Regions from separate parts of the Sus scrofa genome. Here region 2 is linked to region 1. The links are chromatin contacts, called in public Hi-C maps. All regions are on one chromosome and are shown on one strand. Each heading gives the region's core, a stretch centred on a gene start, on an enhancer-like site or on the middle of the called end of the contact. The rest is flanking DNA. Distances are from core to core; before and after follow the strand shown.

Evidence for each region. A called contact is a pair of places that touch in the nucleus more often than the background predicts.
Region 2: a contact with region 1 is called in a Hi-C map of liver, with 12 times the contacts expected there. The contact joins two enhancer-like sites. A contact is called at or near these places in 3 of 47 Hi-C or Micro-C datasets (embryonic fibroblasts, liver and skeletal muscle) and 1 of 2 datasets of contacts at active chromatin or transcription factors (skeletal muscle).

Annotation. Positions count from the first base shown.
Region 1 is chr6:9,524,224-9,530,476 of Sscrofa11.1, forward strand. All of the region lies in intron 8 of WWOX (WW domain-containing oxidoreductase), which reads right to left. Among named protein-coding and RNA genes, the nearest start is that of WWOX, 340 kb to the right of the region's middle. Within about 2 kb of position 3,273, at least 9 of the 83 cell types and tissues checked have an H3K27ac peak or open chromatin away from gene starts, as enhancers often do. A contact at or near this core is called in liver, where this site is marked.
Region 2 is chr6:9,745,083-9,751,335 of Sscrofa11.1, forward strand. All of the region lies in intron 5 of WWOX (WW domain-containing oxidoreductase), which reads right to left. Among named protein-coding and RNA genes, the nearest start is that of WWOX, 120 kb to the right of the region's middle. Within about 2 kb of position 2,634, at least 17 of the 83 cell types and tissues checked have an H3K27ac peak or open chromatin away from gene starts, as enhancers often do. A contact at or near this core is called in liver, where this site is marked.

The sequences.
Region 1 (6,253 bases), core at 2,023-4,522:
ATAATTTACTTTACATTGGTTAATCTTAGAGAGTACGTTTTTCCTAGGATTTTCCTAAAGGAAGACAATCTCCTTGAGTTCCCTGTTTTTAAACTTGTCCCCTCCCTTTTGGGGATATTTGACTCTCTAGACTCTCCAGAGAGCCGTTTCCTCATACATCCTAGAGAATATACGATTTCATTTTTCCACACATGCATTTCTATACACCTGGAATTTCAGTTATTTATTAACCATGCCTAGTTTTGTGGTTTCTAGCTTTATATCTTTAAAGTCATTAAAACTTAATAGGAGAATTAATCATAAAAGAAATCTATCAAACACAGTTGCCAAGCACTTTTTTTCCCCCCGCTGACTGACATCTTTAAAATGTATTTGAATGTTATTTATTTCATCACACCCAGGGAATAAAAAAAAAATAACTTGCAGCTTCCAAGTTCAGAGAAAGCATAAAAATGTGATTTACTACTTATTGTACAGTTAGGCACATGCATATTATATACTGCATGTTAATCTTCGACTGGCTAAGTTTAGCAAATTTGACAACACTACCGTTTGCTAGTAAGGAAAAAGAATCGACATCTGTTCTCTCCCAGATATGGCTCCTTCTTGGAAGGAATCAGAAATATGCCCAGGCCTTCTATTTCCTGGGTAAACTGATAGAATGTGGGCTGTTTAAATGGACAGTCAAACCACAATGCCCCCTGGTGGTGAAATAGTGCATACACATGTGTTAGCGTCTGCACAGGGAATATTTTCGAGAGAAACTTAATTTTTTAATAATGTGGAAATTTTCTGGTAGCTTTCAAATTGCAAATGCAAAAATCGTGGAGCACTGATAGCCCTTTAAGTGGAAAATAAATATTCACTATACTGGTAGTGAAATTAGAGGCATATTTAGTTTCTCCTAAATCACCTAGATCAAAGTTGCTTTGTTTCGATTTTTACAAAAAGGGATGATGTTTTAATCCACACTGAAGACTTGGAGTATCGGGAAAAATCAGAATTAGAGCACAGGTAGTTTTTCAACTCAATTTACAAAAGTGAAGCTGTCAGCAGATACTTCCGGGTAGACCTATGGGTCTGTTAGCTTATTGTCACTCCAGTTAAAATGGAGTGAGAGCAGATTCCAGATTTTGCCAGCGGATGGAAGACTCCATCTTCCCATCATGCTCTCAGCATGCACCTCTGATAAGCAGCTTAAAGGGAACTTCCTCGGGTCAGACATAAATAGTGATTCTCAGGTTCCCTTAATCCAGACACACATTGCTTCTGAGTGAGGCCTCATAAATCTCAAAACCAGTCAGCGACACAGGCAAGACGACACTGTTAGAAGGTGCAAATACATTCAATAGCCACGGCGTGGACTCATTCATCACACAAACAATACTGATGTCTTGTAGGGATCCAGGGACATGGCACCACCTCTCTCGCAAAGTGCGTGATCTCTAGAAGCAGGAGGCCTAGGAGAGGAGCTGTGAGTGCTTTCCTTCTTCTCAAGAGCTGAGCCACTCACAGTCCGAGGACAACCAGCAGGCGCACAGGGTCCCCCAGGTCTCCTGGCCCCTGACCCAGAGCTGTCCACTTTGGAATAATGACTTATCTCTGATGCCAAACATTTTAAGACACTTCCCTAATGGCTGAGGCGATACTGCTTAGGACATGCTGTAAAAAAACAGTGCAATGGAAAGATAATCCACTCTAAGACATGTACACAGATTCTCAGAGCAGCATGATTCCTAACAGCCAGAAACTGCAAACAGTTCAGATGCTCGTCAGGTGATGAATGGATGCACTGAATGTGGTACACCCACACGAAGGAATATTATGAAGTCATAAAAAGAAACAAAGTACGGGAATTCTTCTATGGTACAGCGGGTTGAGGATCTGGTGTTGTCACGGCAGAGGCTTGGGTCGATGCTACAGCACAAGTTCAATCCCTGGCCTGGGCTCTTCCACGGGCAGAGCCAAAAAAGAAAAGAAAAGAGAAAAAGAGAAAACCGCAAAGCACTGATATATGTTACAACCGGGATGAGCCTTGATAACATTCTGCTAAGTGAAAGAAGCCGGATACAAAAGACCACATGTTGCACCATCGGTTTATAGGGAATGTCCAGAACCAGCAAATCCACTAATAGAGAAAGCAGGCCAGTGGTTGCCCAGGGCTGGGAGAAGGGGTAACTGAGGTGAGGGCCAAGGAGTGTGGACCTGCTGGGGCTAATAAACATATTCTAAAACTGATGGCAGTGATACACGCACAACTCTGTAAATACACCAAAAAACACTGAATTGTACATTTTAAATGAATGAATTATATGGTGAGTGCATTATGTGTGGATGAAGCTGCTTCTGTCTGTTTTGTTTTTTTTTAAAAAAAAAAAAAAAGGCTGCTGAGGGCAGGCACACCCTGTAAAGGTCCAGAGACCTGAGAAGTGACCAGGAGAAGGAAGACAAGGAAACAGTAAACGCCCCCAGAGAAGCGATGCCCGCCAAGCCTGGCTCAGGCTGGAAGTCCACTCTCCCTTTTGTCCAAGGGGATGCGGCCCAGCTCCAACACCCCCAGAAACCTTCTACCCAAAACTCGAGGAAGAAGTCTCTCTCCATCCAGATCACGAAATCTAAAGATGGGGGCACTTCGGGGTTTTCGGCCCACACCGCCCACTTCCCCTACAAAACCCATCATCCTCGCCCACCAGAGATCTGGATTCAATTAGCCTGGAGCGTCACTCTTTTGAAAGAATTTCCCAGGTGATCCGCGGGTCCAGCTGAAGCAGGAGATCCCTGTTTGGGAGAGAGCCAGCAAGAAAGCCAGGGCACAATGGGAAGGAAAGCTGGGCACAGTGGCAGCCTGCATGGCTTTTTGTACCAAGTCTTTACTGTGGATTTCTTCCCCATCTCCCACGTATGTTTCAAAAAAAAAAAAAAAAAAAAACAAACCCTCTGTGCAGCTGTGGCAGGCGGAGTCGTGGTCAGCCTGCCCGCCCCACCAGCATCTGATCATTTTCACAAATAACACCAAAATGTTTACACAAACAAAGATATCCAAACCAGCTTGCCTGCTTTTTCATAACAGGCAGGCACTCTTCCAAAAATGGTTTCATTATACCAAAAAAAAAGGTCCGTGCAGAAGGAAGGGTGCTTGTGTTCCAAGTTCAGATTTCTGTGGGCAGTAACTGAGAACTTCAATCGCTGGTACCCAGCTGACCCTCTGTCCGGCCCGACATTCTTCGCTGTTGAAGACTTGAGGATAAAAGCCTCCCGCATCTGACCCAGCAAGGCTGTGCCCGCTGCCCCGGCTGGGATTGAGTCCAAGCTAAACATCAGCGAACCTGAGCGTGGTGCAGCACTGCTCGATGCCCAGAGAGAGAAACACGCTGGCTTTGAATTCCTTCTCTTGGAACTTCTTTGAGCCAGGAACTATCAACTCGTCGCAGGTGTGGCGTCAGGGGTTGTCCAGAGTGTTCTCTCTGGGCCTGTACTGATCAATGACAATTTTGGAAAACACTGCCTGTGTAATTCACCATGGAAAAAAAGCTTTGGGATTGAAGGATGTGACTGGAGCTTCTAACACAAACGTCCACGTGTTCCCCAAAAAAGCCAGTCCAGCTGGAAGGCGGCTGGGAAAAAATCACAAGAACACCCGAAATGAGCCCCCCGTCTTGTAAGGGAGAGTGAGGCATCTGCCCACTCCTGTCACTACACAAATGCTCAGGGGTCTCCAGCAGCGCACGCCTGGCACACCCTGCCATGGTTTGCCAGACGCGGTGAAATGGTACCACGGCTAACTCGGTGAGGAGCGTGGGGTACATAAGGAAAGAAGAGGGGTAGATGAACGGGGAAAGAAGGATCGGAGAGCGGAAGAACCCAGTGCAAAAAGGCGCCTACGTGCCGTGCGCCATGAAACCCAACGGCTGTGGGGACAATTCAATTTAATCTTGGCAACCAGGATGGAGACTTAACACCCGTGGCAAATGCCAAGCAATCCAGACAGTTTTTTTAAAGGCCATCTTTCCCAGCTGCGCACACGCTCACGCACACAACGAGCCCTGCGCTGACTGTAGGTAGCAGCAAACGCAGGCCGGCGAAGCCCTCCGCAGGCAAGCGACGGCGGGGCCAGCTGTGCCTCTCGCGGTGACATCACACAGCAAAACCCTCAACAGGTGCTCGGGACCAGGCTTGCCTGCTCAACTCTTCCACGGTTTTGATTTGCTTTCCGTTCTCCTTGGGCAGAATCAAAGCTTCTCTCCCCATCTTCCTCTCCTACCTCCTACCTAAAGACTCAGAGCAGGGAGGCCGCTAAATGGAAGCGGTCTGGCACCACTTCACCCTAGCTAGCCAGACGCAGGAACGGCTACTCACAGCACATAAAGATGAACGGTGAGGGAGGGGCCCAGCCCCACGGCATGAAATTCCAGTTCTCAACACCCAGAGGAAAGGGCACCTACACGGCCTCGAGCTCATTCTCTTCCCGAGGCCATTCCATGGGTGCAGTCTACCGTGGCGGGTGTCAAGTCCTCTGCTGGGCACTCAAAGTACAGACGAACAAACAAAACCCAGTCCTCATTCGTGAAGAGGCGAATCCTGGTGGGGAAGTGGGAAAGGCATGGACAACTGCTACATGGTAGGAGCAAGGGTCGAAGAAGAGCCAGAAAGGAGCTCGGAGCCACCATGCAGGCACCCCCACCCCCCATCCCTTAACCCAGCACGCGGACCCAAAGGCAGCTGCGGAGCGACCCTCAGCCTCTGTGGTCACCAAGGACAGGACATCCCCATGAGCCCACCTGGTCCTTTAGGAAGGTTAAGGAAAGCAAAGAGCCAAGAGATGGATCAGGAGCCAAGAGGACTAAAAACAGAAGGGGCTGGGGGCCGGCTGGGGGAAGTCAGGGTGGGAGCAGCCCGCCCTGCAGGACCAAGGCCAGGGGACAGGGAACTCGGTGCTGGCGCCTCCCCTGGGGCAGAGCCACGGCCATGAAGCTGGGGCCTCGAGTCCCACCCCCACCCCAGACACCCTGAGCTGCTCAGAGACAGGAACGCACGTCAAGTCACCTGGGGAAGGAGAAAGGTCTGGCTGGTTTTCATACTTAGTGAAATTCAGTTTTAATCAAACTTGGTTAAGTTAATTATTGACTCAACGAGGATGAAACTAGAATAAAATCACTTTTGCCTTAAGCCAAACTATTAAGAAGCCTCATAGACTTAATAGACTAAAAGTGCTCAGAATGATTCCTTCGGCGCGGGCGATATTCCGTCTTCACTCCACCGCTGCTGCGCGTCTCTCTCGCTGCCGCCGATGGTGGACGGGCGACGGAGCGTGAGTTCCCCTCGAAGAAAGGGATCGGGGGTCACCACTGGCAGACACCCGAGCTCCATCACTGAGGCAGTGAGACAGCATGTTGTCCCTGCTGAATTGTTCTTATCACAGAAGCGCCTCGTTTTTGCAGGTCACTCACTGCCCTTTAAGCCCAGGGTGTGCAGCCTCTCCTCTGCCCCAGGATCACTGACGCTGCCAGCGACAGCGTGACACACGAGGCATGCGCCTCGGCGGGAAGAGCCTGACTCCGTCATTAACTCTGTGAGCAGGGCATGCAAAGTTTGCAAAAGCGGTCCCTGCAGCATACCCTGCCCTGAAGTGGGACAGAGACACCCCGCCTTCGCCCCCTATGCCACAGGCTCTGCAAGCCCAAGAGGGACCCCCACCCGTGACAGCATGACATTTACAAAGCAATGACAATAAACCTCGAGGTACCACGTCTTTTTTATTCCCTTTATGTTGATACCCTTGATAATTTCCTAAAAATATCAAATTCCCTGAAAATATGTTTTTCACTATATATAGTCTACCTCTTTTTTTTTTTTTTTTTTTTTTTTGAGATAAAAGTCGTGCGTCCCATGGCAAACAGTCAAGAGCAATGTCTCTGGACCCAGCAACTGTCCCTATGATGTAGTGTCAGTGCCCACACCACGGGGAGTGTCTAATCACGACGCTTAGATTCAGTCGAGCAAGCGCAGTACACGTGCGATGAGGTGTTGTGGACAGCATGAGAAACCCACTGTTTCCACTCAGAAACCCATCATCCTAGTGCCCATTCAGCACTTCAACAGTTACTGTCATTGTATAACCCTCAACAGACCCATAGTTTAAAATCACTTGGCCTCGCGAACATAAAGCACATGAACTGAGAGTCCATGGCCTTAGTCTCTGGTCTCTCCTGATGGCCAGTAGTTACGGTAAAATGTTACCAGTGGAATATTCTAG
Region 2 (6,253 bases), core at 1,384-3,883, 220 kb after region 1:
GTGTGTGTGTGTGTGTGTGTGTATTTTCTTATTTTAAAGCCGACGGGTATGGGGTAGGGGTTTCTTTTCCTTCCCATCTTCTCTTGACAAAAGGACCCACTGTCAAGTCAACCGTTTTCCAGGTCACCCAGCAGGAAATTAGAAGTGGTGTTGTTATCCTAATCACTGGGGTAAAAAAATAAAAATAAACAAACCAACCTGTATCCAAGATCCTGCTGTATCAACTCAGTCGGGGTTGGTTTTTTTAAGTTGGATTTAATTTTGAAATCCCTTACGTTAGGAGACCTGTGGGTCATTTTACTTCTACTTTTACAATAGAGACCTGTGGTTCTTTTTCCCCCGATCAATCCAACATACAGTGACTTGTGGTCAATGCATAATAAAATCAGAGTTAGCTTTTGACTTGGGAGAATTATAAGCATTTTGTTTCTATGGTTTCCTAGTTCTTCAATTTCGAAAATGCCTTATCAAGTCCAAGACTTCCCAAAATACTGGAGTTTTAGAGAATACTCTTTTTCAACGCTTTGAAAACGAAACAGGCACGATGGAACAGCAATCTCGGCTATTGAGTAACTTGTAAACCCTGCCGAGACATACAAAAACAAGGCCGCTGGAGCCAGCGCCCTGGGGCGAGGCCTTGGCCCCAGCACCACACCCGTGAACTCCTGATGACCCTCAAGTATCCCCGTGTGATATATCACAAACACTAGAACGCAGTGTTGTAATTACAGGGAGCAATTGATTTTTAAAGGCCTGTATGGAAATTAATACTCATAAAAATAGCATAACCTGAACCAGAGAATTTAGGGATTAGAGCATTCTGAATGTTAGACTTCAAATTTCTAAAGGCTGCGTATGAGTTAGCATTCACAAAGCTTTTTAAAAATGGAACCGCTGTGTGCATGCTCGATTCATTCATAATCCAGGAATTTTTTTAAATGGGTCTTATGTTCTCCTAACATAATCAGGATGCTGGGCCCGCGCCCCTTCTTCCTGCAGGCAGCTTAGAATGTCAGGGCGCACAGTACCTGCAGAGAGAGACGAGGAACGGGGGCCCATCAGGTAGTAACTCCTGGGCCAAGCACTGGGGGCGCCTGTTTGCTGGGGAGGGAATCAGCGCAGAGGCCCAAGGAGAAGAGAACACTGACAGGTTCTGGCGGATTAAGGGGCATCTTGGTGTGAAAAGTGAATCATCAAGGGAGAACGTTTTAAAGTCTTAGTTAAGCTGAAATGGTACCTATTCATAGAACGGAGTCCATTCGTGGAGGGAGAATTCCAACATGAGGCTGCCAGGCCACCACAGCACCTTAAAAATATCCTTCATGGGGTAACCTTCATGTTACCATGGGGAAGGCAGCCCTCGAAAAGAGGTAGACCAACGTGTACAACGATGAAATGGCAGTTAAGCACGCTGGTCACTGACGAGGTTTGGACAGCATTTCAGGTATGTGAAAACACAGGAAAACACCACGCCAGTGTCTGACTTAGAACCTGGACTGCTTCCAGCTGAAGGGACCACTCCCTGCCAAAATGGTAAGTATCTCTTCCTGGCCTTCCCTTCCACACGCCTCTAACAGGTAGTGGCCCCAAAGGAAGCCAAGGGCTTTAGAAATAAACAAATACAGATATTCATTCCTTCTGAATTTCCAAATCAATGACAGAACGTGAAAATAATACTTGAGAAGCACTTCCCGTTTTTCAAAGGATTTTTATAGATCTTATGCGGTCTTCCAAAAGCGAAAGTAAATTCAAATTCAAAACAAATAATTTTATTCCTCTCATGTGTGTGCGCGTGAATATTTATTCCCCCCCCCACACACACAGAGAGCGAGAAACCCTGGAGATAGTCTCCCAGTTTCCCAAAGGGAGCTTTTCTTATCGCTGCCCCAAATCTGCAGGAACAAGGATTTCTTCCCAACACTGAGCTCCTCCCTCTTATCACCTAAGATTCACGTCGGAAAACCCTTGACGTCTCGACTTCTGAATCCCTGATGGGAGACGCCAACACGAATGTGTTCCAGTCACAACCAAGCAAGAGGTGGGAAGTAGAGGTGACTGTCCAATATCATGTGCATTTATTCATTTCGGATAAACAAGACCCACAGAGACACTCTCTTGAGAGGTCCGGCCTTACTGCTGGGAGGTAATGAATAGAGAGCCAGGTCTGGTTTTGACTTCAATCACCCTAACGCTATTTCTCCCTGTTGAAGAACTGAAATTCTTAACTCTTGCTACTCTTGGGATTCTCAGGAAAGTGATTCTGAGTCTATGGGTGAAATACTGCATTCTTAAAAAAAAAAAAAAAAAAAAAAGACACTTCTTTGTACTTTCCAACTCTGATGTATTACATACTACCTATTTAAATGTTGCAGCTTCTCACAGAATACAGCAAGGACTTTCCGTTAGTCACAGATACGTCCTAACCCCCAGCAGGCACTCAATTAAGACAGTGAAGGACTGGGGAGCTCACGAGATTCCACTGTGCATAGGGGGTTAAAAAAAATGAAAGGTCTGTCTTCTTAAAATATTGACATGCCTTGCATAATTTACCACACAGGCCAACTGGAAGAGGAATCCAAGAGGAGGGGCCCTGAACAATGGGAACGCAGTCAAGAGAGGCCTGGTTCCAACCCTCTGTTTCTCTGAATCAGCTACTCCTTAAGTTCCTGTATTGCTCCACTCAGCCAATGGCAATTCTGGGAGAGAGGCAATTGATAATAATTACGTTTTCTGCCTTCTCTTGGGTTATGAATTTATCATGATGCGAAAGTTGAACTACTCTGATGCCACGTTAACAATGATAAACACCGTAAAGACAAAAAGAAACTAAATTTCAGCGTTTAGATTCTGCAGGGGAGTTTATTAAACAGATTAACTGCAAAAAGGCAGAGCCACGCAATTATGGAAAACGGGGAGCGAGCGACCCTCCGGCTAGCTGTTTCTGAGGGCCACCCGAGAACGGATTTTGAATGCCCTCATTTCTGCAGGTACATTATCATGTGGTTTATTGTTATTCACAGCTGCAAGCTGATTAATTTGTATTCAGAAACTCTAAGTGGCAAATGCGCAACGCATGGTAATACACTTTTTTTTTTTTTTTTTACTTTATGGACACAGTGAAAATGCCTAAGCTATCCCTCCTAAGTAAGTAACTCTGACACAACTGGTGAGGGAAATGCTTGAGTTTGCAGGAGGCTTTGAAAGAAAAAAGTCAGAGGATGCTCTTCTCCCCTCTCCCATCTTCTAAAAAACAAACAAAGAAACAAAACCAAACAATAAAAGCAAAACCATCTAGGTCTGAAGGAAAAACCAAACAAAAGAGAACAGCTGGGTAACATCAAGCTGCCGGAATCATCAGTGTTGTCAGTTCGTGTTCCTGTCAACCTGTTCTCTGAGCGTTTCCAATAAAATCCACAAACACCAGTGATGACTCACACCCACAGACTCGGGCACCATAGTCAGCGCTTAAATAAGAGATAATGATACCCACTAAATCCAATGCCTAAATGCAATCATGGGCGGTTCTTAAGAACACTGAACCAGCTCTCCGTTTTCTGCACTAAAGAGATAAGGAGTGGCATGGATAATCGAAATGGGTGGAAAATATAAATCACGGGTTTGAGGACACATATCCTGACCCGTCCCTCCCTACCTCAGCTCCCTCGCCAGTACCCCCAGCTGATTTATTTCCCTGGTCCTGCATCCCCTGCTTCAAGTGAATTTACACTCCCTTTCACACTGACCTCAGCAGTGGATCTGAGTCTACGCTCCCTGGCTGGAGTAAACAAGTTTCCCGGTTGAAAACCTTTGCCAATTATCCACAGCTTGGACAACAGGTACTCAGCAGTGGACAGTGTACTCACTGCCAACCACCTCGGGGAACTTGGAGATGCACTGAGAGAGGTCCCGTTCCACGCAGGCATACACATCAAGATTATTCAAATGCAATTTGGTTCACTTTTTCCTAATCTCCCATGCTTCCAACTCCTAATTGCTTCCCCAAGCCTGCTGCCGTGAGCACGGCCCCGGCAAAGAAGACCCCTGCCAAAGGGGTGTTCATTTCCACCAGAGACACCGCAGCCATGGCTCAACACTGGACCTGGTCTTTGGTCAGTTCGTTACAGCATCCCAGACGCGACTGCAGCTGTCCGGCCATTTGTCACTCCGTAGTTCACATGTTCTCTCCCAAATCCTCCCGAGAGGGTACACTGGGTGGACTGGGAGAAGCCGAACGGGAAAGCTGGAGGGAAGGAAACACCTGCGATGGTATTCTCGGGGCAAAGAACAACGCGTGGGCTGGGAGGACTCCGCGGGTAAAGGCGCTCCTGCCCGAGACGCTCTGCTGAGGGTTCCCTAATGCGATTCCACATGGTCTGCAGGTTCACGGCTTAAAAGAGCACAGACAGCAAAACAGTCCACTGAATCCCAAAACAAAAAGTATGGGATGGGAATCTGAGCTCTCCGGAAACGCCGGAAACTGAAATGACCACATCCTCAGGCTTGAACACCCCAAGTCCTGTACACACTTACGAGGTCACAAACGGTTCATTCTATATTTCAAAAAATTACTACAGAACAAACTAAACTTCTCAAGCACCAGGTACAGGTTAAATCATCAAATGGCGATGACGGGAGTTAGGGTCCCTTCTTGAGTTAAACAGAACAGGAGAAATTTTAACTGAAGATAAAAAGAAAAGCAGTTTGCTCAAGAATCAGGAATTTGAGGTTCTGGTCCTGGCTCTTGTCATTTTTTCAAAAAATGTTTATGGTGCCGTGCTGAGTATTCACACGACAATCCTTAATTTCATTCCTGCAATGAAGAATTAGTATTTGCCCTTAGTGGTTTTTTGTTTTGTTTTGTTTTGTTTTTTTGTCTTTTTCCCATTTCTTGGGCCCCTCGCACAGCATATAGAGGTTCCAGGCTAGAGGTCAAATCGGAGCTGTAGCCACCGACCTACGCCAGAGCCACAGCAACACCAGATCCGAGCCACATCTGCGACCTACATCACAGCTCACGGCAACACCAGATCCTTAACCCACTGAACAAGGCCAGGGACTGAACTCGCAACCTCATGGTTCCTAGTTGGATTCGCAACCTCATGGTTCCTAGTTGGATTCGTGAACCACTGAGCCATTGCGGGGAACTCCAGTATTTGCCCTTGGCGGTATTTTAAATTCAGCCAGATGAAGCGGTTAGACCGCTGATTGCATGTTCGAACAATCCTACAGACAGTGCTACAAAAATGGGACATCCTGCTATTATTTATTGAGTCAAATGACAGGCTTCTTAGCACCAACCAGCCCCGGCATAATTCACCATGACAAATAATCTAAGGTACAAGAATGAAGACGAGCAGACATCAGGTGGCCAAGGAGATTCCTACCAGACCTGACTTCCTACACAAGCACCACAAGGGACTCAAACACTTAAGCGGGGGTGCAGGGACCCTTGAAACAAAAAGCCCCCTCCCCTCTCCGCAGCTTTTCCCGTGGTGCAGTGGCACGTTTCCCGCAACTCCAGAGGGGAAGACAGCAGAGCAGGTGATTGATCTTCCAGCTGGCAGAGAAATGATGAAAGACGACATCTCAGTGCTCTACGTGTAATGACAGTCACCAAAAAGCTCAATGTTCAAGGGCCAAAAACGTGCTTGTAAGCCATCTGAAGCCCTGTGCCACCTAAGCAAAGGTAATTCCTAGTGATTCGGCAAGGGTCGATGGCGGGTCAACGTGGTCACCCAGCTTGTGTCTTCTCCCCCCAGATGTCCACTTCCCCATCCAGTGAGGCCAACGTTTCAGGGGTCAATGAAACCTGCACTTCTGTGGCAACCTTCTTGTGTGACTGCCCACCCTCGCTCTGGGAGAGCTGGGTCCCTGCAAAGGGGAGAAACATCAAGATATTTCTGAGGATGTCCCCCAGCTCCCTAGAATGGGACTCCTTCCCAGCCCACTGGCCCCATGGGCCTGGGCAGCTGCTATCTGATACCCATAACTATTGGCCAGAGAGATGGTCCTCGGGCCATGCTGCTGTGGTGTCCTGGTGACATCTTGTGGCGAAACTGAATATAAATAGGCCTAAGAATTCCACCCCTGGCTGCATTCAGGTTAACCAGAACCTGATGTCTCCTTTCTTTTCCTACCTGGGTCACTTCCCACTGTGCCCCTCCTTCTCTGAACAACTGCATCTTCTACGCCTATAAACAAGAGGCACAGGTGGGGGTCACCACATTTAACCACAAATCAAAGCCAACAGTCG